Linked DNA regions of Rattus norvegicus: region 2 is linked to region 1. The links are chromatin contacts, called in public Hi-C maps. All regions are on one chromosome and are shown on one strand. Each heading gives the region's core, a stretch centred on a gene start, on an enhancer-like site or on the middle of the called end of the contact. The rest is flanking DNA. Distances are from core to core; before and after follow the strand shown. Region 1 overlaps LOC134482392 (a long non-coding RNA gene). Region 2 overlaps LOC134482393 (a long non-coding RNA gene).

Region 1 (3,080 bases), core at 408-2,907:
CACTGAGCCTGCAGGTTTGTGTAACTATACCAGAAGGGTACTTCTGCAGTGTTGGGTAGAGATAAGAGAATCCAGCCAATGTGGCACTGGCCTCATGGGGTGATTGGGACCAATGAGTCAGCTCCGTGTGGCAGTTGGAGTGAGACTACTGGATTCTGAGCTTGAAGGGTGGGGCGCTGAGATGGGTTGGCCGTCTCTGACTAAGTGCACAACTTTCCAGTGCCTGCTGCCCCTGGGACATGAGATTAGAGGGAGCTGGTATTTCCTTTGGTCTCAAGACAGAATAGTACTTAATTCAGTCTCCTATCTCTCACCACTTTCTTATGTAGCCCAGGTTGGCCTCAAACACACAGTAGCCAAGGACATCCTTGAATTCCTGATCCTCTTGATTCTACTTCTTAAGATCTAAGGTCACAGGCCGTATCCCCATGTCTGGTTTATGTGGCTCTGGGATGCAAACTCACCCTTCATACTTGCCACAATCCTAGTCTGACTTTCTCCAAATTTTCTAGAAAGTGCTTTTCTGATACGCCAGCAGGCATTTTGAATTGGCATCAATCAAAATCCATACCTAATTTGTCAGGCTTTTTGAGTCTCAAAGTCGTTTTTTTCTTTCACCTTGTTTCATGAGGCCCACTAGTAACTTTCTGCCCTTTTCCTTTCTTCCTGCCACTGTGAGACCATTTCCTGAATTTATTTCCATAGGCTGGACCATTCTATGCTGAGAAATATTCCTGATCCCTTGTTTGACAAGTCAGACTGGGAAGTTACAGGAACCCATTTTCTGAGCGTCATCTGTGCCTCGGGCACTTTAAGATCTGTCTCTGTGTTAATAGCACGCCTTTGGACAAAGCCTGACAGAATGCCTGATATTTACAAAACATTTTAGGAAACAGGAACCTTGGGAATTTTAAATCCACTCTCCAAATATTGAAAAAGAAACATGTGACAGTAGAAGTTTATGGTTCTGTCAGTACCAAATAATCTGACACTGTGTTTCATCTTTATTTATCCCCAGAAAACAAATGTAAACCATGATGCAAAATCAAATGTAAAAATCTAGTAAGATCGTAAATGGACAGCCTTCAGACTGACTCACATCCGTCTCTGCCCTATGTGTCATTGTGACATCAGTCTCAGCCGCTGTCTTTTAGTAGTAGGAATACCTGGCTTACTTGACAGATATGGTAGTGCACACCTTTAATCCCAGCATTTGGAAGGCAGAGGCAGGTGGATTCTGAGTTCGAGGCCAGCCTGGTCTACAGAGTGAGTTCCAGGATAGACAGGGCTTCACAGAGAAACCCTGTCTCATAAGACCAAAACCAAACCAAACAAACAAAAAGATTAGCCGGCAGATATAACCAATTAAGGCAACTTCAGCGCGTTAATTCTCTTAGTCTTTGAAATAACCGTATAAACTAGGTTCTATTACATCCTTTTGACAGAAAAAGGAATGATCATGAAGAACCTGCAGAGGCCCGCGGAGTGTGACTCAGGATCAACAGGACACAAACTCAAGTCCTGAATGCTGACTGCAGAGTCTGGATCTCTAGTGATAGCGTCAACACTGAGTCTTCCCTTAAAAGAAAGGGCTCACCTAAGAGGAAGTGAGGGCTGACCTCTACTGCGGAGAGGTTTGCGTTCTGTTCTGCCACCTGGTGGCTGTCATTGGAAACTGTTCCTGCTCCAAGCTCGTGTGTTGAACGTGTCACGTGACCCTTTCTTTCGCACTCGCAGTTGCAGCTATAATTAGGCTTGCAGTAGATAATCGATCTCTTTCCATTCTGTCGTCCCATATACTAAGACCTTTAAAAGAAATTCCCACACGTGGGGCCAGAGGGCACTTGAGTGTCACATAAGCAGTTTTTTCTTTGCCCCCTACTGTGAGCAGCACCTCAGCTTCTCAGGGTGGACAAACAGCAATCTCCAGGCTTGGCTTGGAAATGTCAGCCAGGGTCTCCCTTGTCCTAGCGAAGCTCATCTCGCTATTGTTTAATTGGTTTACAGGATCTTGGGAGTCAGGTTTTGAATATTCCTTCTTGAGAGTTCCTTGTTCCCAAGGCTGACTATAGCCACAATCCCAGTTTTAATCGCCAATCCTGCATTTCATCCATTAATCCTGCACGGTCATCATGGACCTATTTTTAAGACAATGAGAACACACATCTATCTGTACTGTTGGATGGAAATGATTAGGCCATTATGCTAACACATAAGACAGAGTCCATCTTTAATGCATATAAATGTAATCGTCTGCTAGAGGGTGGCTCCCGACCGTTCTCCCATCTTCTTCATTTTTGTGTCATCTGCTTGGAATCCATTCATACCACAGACATCTTCTGAGCTCAGGGGCGGGCTGGTATCTTGGCTGGGTGATGTAGACAGAAAAGAAAGTCCTGGTGAACACTTGAAAGGCTTGGCGTGGTTCCTTCAGAGGGTCAGGAACTCTTCTGATCTGTTATCGACTGCGCCACCCTGGCTCAGAAGGGAACACATTTGGAAGCATCAGATAAAGCAGCGTTCTATGGGTACCGCTGACGAGAGCGGCTTGTTGTAAGCAGAAGAGTTGGCAAGGCGTTGTGAAGGGCCTTGGCTGAGCTCAAAGCGTTTGTAGAATCTGGTCAGAAGGAAAGAATAGGAAAGCTGAGGAGAGGAATAAGAGCTGCAGAACCTGGAGTGTGTGTGGCTGGGGGGGGGGGTGTCTTGAAACAGTGGCAAAGAGGAAGGACAGCAGAAACCAGCATGGGGGAAGAGCTTAGGTGCCAGTATCATGATAGGAAGTGTGACTGCATCTATTGAGAAATAAAAGAACAGCCCTTCAGGCAAAGGAGGCAGAGGGCCGGGTTCCCGTGAAGCTGTCCATCCAGCTTTGTGACGTGTCTGGGCCAAGCTTGGGTAGCTTTCTGTTATGGATGCCGAAATGTTGGTTTTCTAACACAGTGGTGACGAGGACATGGACATTTTAAATACGAGATATGACTACAGAAGCCAGTTCTGCAAAGCTGTGTTTCATGAGATCAACGCCTGTGGATCATTAAAAGGGAGAGAAAAGTAACCCAAGATAAGGAAATAAAACCATT
Region 2 (3,080 bases), core at 408-2,907, 130 kb before region 1:
TAAAGTGCTCTTTGAAAAGTCTTCTTGGTCTCTGAATTGGTTCTCACAACAGGCCTGCTGGGCCCATGTGATAACTTACATTCCCAGCTGCATAGGAAGGTGGAGCAGGAGGAGGGCAGTTCAAGGCCTGCCTAGGTAACAGTGAGTTCAGAGCATCCTGGAGGACTTGGACAGACCTTGCCTCATTTTATTTTTAAGACAGATCTTTATACAGACTAAACTGGCCTTGAACTTGCAGTAGCTGACGATGACCTTGAACTTGGTTTTTAACTCCTGATGTTCCTGCTTCTACTTCCCATGTAGTGGCATAACAGACATGTGCCAACACCATCGTTTGTGTATGTCATGTATGCCAGGGATCCATCCTAGGGCTTTGTGCATGTCAGGCAAGCATTCTACTAGCTGAACAAAGTCCCCAGCTCTGTCAAAGGGTAAGCATATTGATATAACAACAACAACAACAACAACAACAACAACAACAACACACACACACACACACACACTAGTAGGAATATAGCTTAGTGACAGAGACCTTGACAAATATGTATGTGTGTAAGACCCTGAGTTCAGCCTCTAGTATAAGAGAAAAGAAAGAAAGAAAGAGAGAGAGAGAGAAAGAAAAAAGGAAGGAAGGAAGGAAGGAAGGAAGGAAGACAGAAGACAGGAAAGACCAAAACTTGCTACTGCCTGGCTGCTCTGACTTCCCATCTGACGTATGTGACCTCTTCATCCTGCAAGCTCTCCTGCCACTGTGATTCCAGTCACCGTGGGGTCCTCAGGAGAGCCAAGCCAATTTCAGTGCTATGTGCCCTTAGACCCTCAGAACTGTGAGCTTAATAAGCCTCTTTCCTTCAGACAATCTGACAGGGAGAGCTAGAGGGAAACCTCAGCTGTATAGCAAGTTCAAGTTAAAGTCTCAGGACACTTTCTCTAGTGACAGGGAGCGCTCTGTTGGAATCTGCATCACTTTGATTAGTTCACACACGACAAATGGCTGCTGAGCCGTCAAGGGACGGCTCAAAAGACCAACCAAACGCTGAGTTTACACAAACTCTACAGAGTTGAACATCTCACTGTGTTTGAAACAAAACATGCTTTACACTCCCTGTCAGACTTAATGTTACAAAGAAACTAAAGAGCAAACTAAAGCGATCTGTTTTAAGATTACGCAAGGAAGTAATTAGTCAAAGTATGATGCTTTAAACTCTTCTCCCTTATATTTATCACTTATTTGCTTTTCTTCTAATGTAATACTGGTTTTTCTGCTATAGTATTTATCTTCTGAAACTTGGTTCATAGTCATTAAATATTTTGAATATAAATTCTTCTTATATTTTCAGTATAAATTTTCCTCGTGTGTATCACAAGCTGTCATGCATCACAAGAGCCTCCATCTCAAGCAGGCTTGAGGAATGAATGGAATGGAGTAGCCACAGGCAGGCCTTGGGGCGCTGGAAGGCATCTGGTTTCTCTCAAACACTCCCACTCTAGTTGCCAGAATTTTACCATTTTCTTCAGCGCCTCATACTTTAAGATTTTAAGGATCACGATGCCGGATCTGGTGGATACTATGCCTGAGCGGTGTCCCTTCGGCTGAGGCTAGACTGAACTGGAATAACCTCACACTGCTGCTCCTGATCAGACAAACTTCTTAGTCACAGACACATCCTCCGTCTGCTCTCTTCCGACTACTTCCGGTGAGCCAACCTTGGCCTGGAGTCTGTCTTTGCTCCTAACTTCGCTTCGTTCCAAGACTGTAAGAACTGACTGCACTCTAGCACACTGTGTGTGGTTGGGAGAGGACCCATTTCTCATTGAGTCTGCTTTGGCAGAACCATTTGATTTGATGGGCTACAGCCTGCACTCCCCTTCAGACAAAATTTGCTAGGACCTTTGAGCCTCAGAGAACAGAGGCTAAGAAACTTAGAGCCTTAGAGAACAGAGCCCAACTTAAAAGTAGTCTAAAAATGAGGGGTTTGTTGTAATTTTTATTACCTCCATTTGTGTATATTCACACACATGTGTATGTGTGTTTGTGTGTGTGTTTATGTGTGTATGTTTGTGTGTGTGTGTGAGTGAGTTTGTGTGAGTGAGTTTGTGTGAGTTTGTGTGTGTATGTGTGAGAGTTTGTGTGTGTCTTTGTGTGTGTGTATGTGTGTGTGTTTATGTGTGTGTGAGTTTGTGTGTGTGTTTGTGTGTGTGAGAGTTTGTGTGTGTGTATGTGTGTGAGAGTGTGTGTGTGTATGTTTGTGTGTGTGTCTGTGTGTGTGTATGTGTGTGTGTATGTTTGTGTGTGTGTGTTTGTGTATGTGTGTGTGAGTCTGTGTGTGTGTGTGTGTGTGTGTGTGTGTAATGGGTGGTGGTAGTGGCACTAGAATGACATTGTATAGGTCAGAAGACAACTTGTGGGTGTCTACTCTCTTTCAGCAATGTGGGTCTCTGGTATTGAACCCACATTATCAGGCCCAACAGAAGGCACCTCTACCCTCTGAGCCACCTCTGTGACCCAGTTTATTGTAATATTTTAGAATATAGAATGTAGTTAGGATATAAGACTAAAAGCAAAAACATTGAAAACACGAGAAATATGATTTCTTTGTATGCTATTTTTGACTGCTTTTCTATCTGTTCTTTATCTGCGTTTCTCCCCACCCCCACCCCCATGAACTGCCTGCCTGTCCTTCCTTCCTGTCCCTGTTTTAGCTCTCACTGACCTGGAACTTGCTGTGATTGCCATGCCCTGTTTGCAGTGTGCTGAGATTATAGGCATGGCCTCTATAACCAGCCCTGATTTTCTTTCTTGGTAGAGTGGCTTCCCTCTGTGCTGATGTCATTCTTGTAGGCTGCAGGTAGCTTCAATATACTGTCTAGATGCACAGAAAACCTGACTTTCCTTATCTGCTTTTACATCCAAATGTTTGCCAAAGTCATAAAAAGAACAAATAAATTCGTATTTCATGTTAGGATAAAGCCCGAATCCTCAACACAAAAATTTAAAGATTCCAAGTGTAGTTTTAAAATGTAAATTATATGATATAATAGCATTCAAGAACCAATAAGACACTGCAAGAACAAGGGAA

Evidence for each region. Hi-C and Micro-C count contacts between places; a contact is called where the count stands out from the background.
Region 2: a contact with region 1 is called in a Hi-C map of the A7r5 cell line, with 4 times the contacts expected there. The contact joins two enhancer-like sites. A contact is called at or near these places in 9 of 12 Hi-C or Micro-C datasets (the A7r5 cell line, the Rat2 cell line, Schwann cells and 6 more) and 1 of 1 datasets of contacts at active chromatin or transcription factors (oligodendrocytes).

What each region holds. Positions count from the first base shown.
Region 1 is chr16:63,220,733-63,223,812 of GRCr8, reverse strand. It overlaps LOC134482392 (a long non-coding RNA gene), which reads right to left. Exons shown (of 2, transcript XR_010058422.1): 2 at 1,389-2,475. Among named protein-coding and RNA genes, the nearest start is that of Lrpl1, 48 kb to the right of the region's middle. Within about 2 kb of position 1,657, at least 8 of the 93 cell types and tissues checked have an H3K27ac peak or open chromatin away from gene starts, as enhancers often do. A contact at or near this core is called in the A7r5 cell line, where this site is marked.
Region 2 is chr16:63,348,463-63,351,542 of GRCr8, reverse strand. LOC134482393 (a long non-coding RNA gene) reads left to right here. Exons shown (of 2, transcript XR_010058425.1): 2 at 1,341-1,971. Among named protein-coding and RNA genes, the nearest start is that of Mfhas1, 14 kb to the right of the region's middle. Within about 2 kb of position 1,657, at least 15 of the 93 cell types and tissues checked have an H3K27ac peak or open chromatin away from gene starts, as enhancers often do. A contact at or near this core is called in the A7r5 cell line, where this site is marked.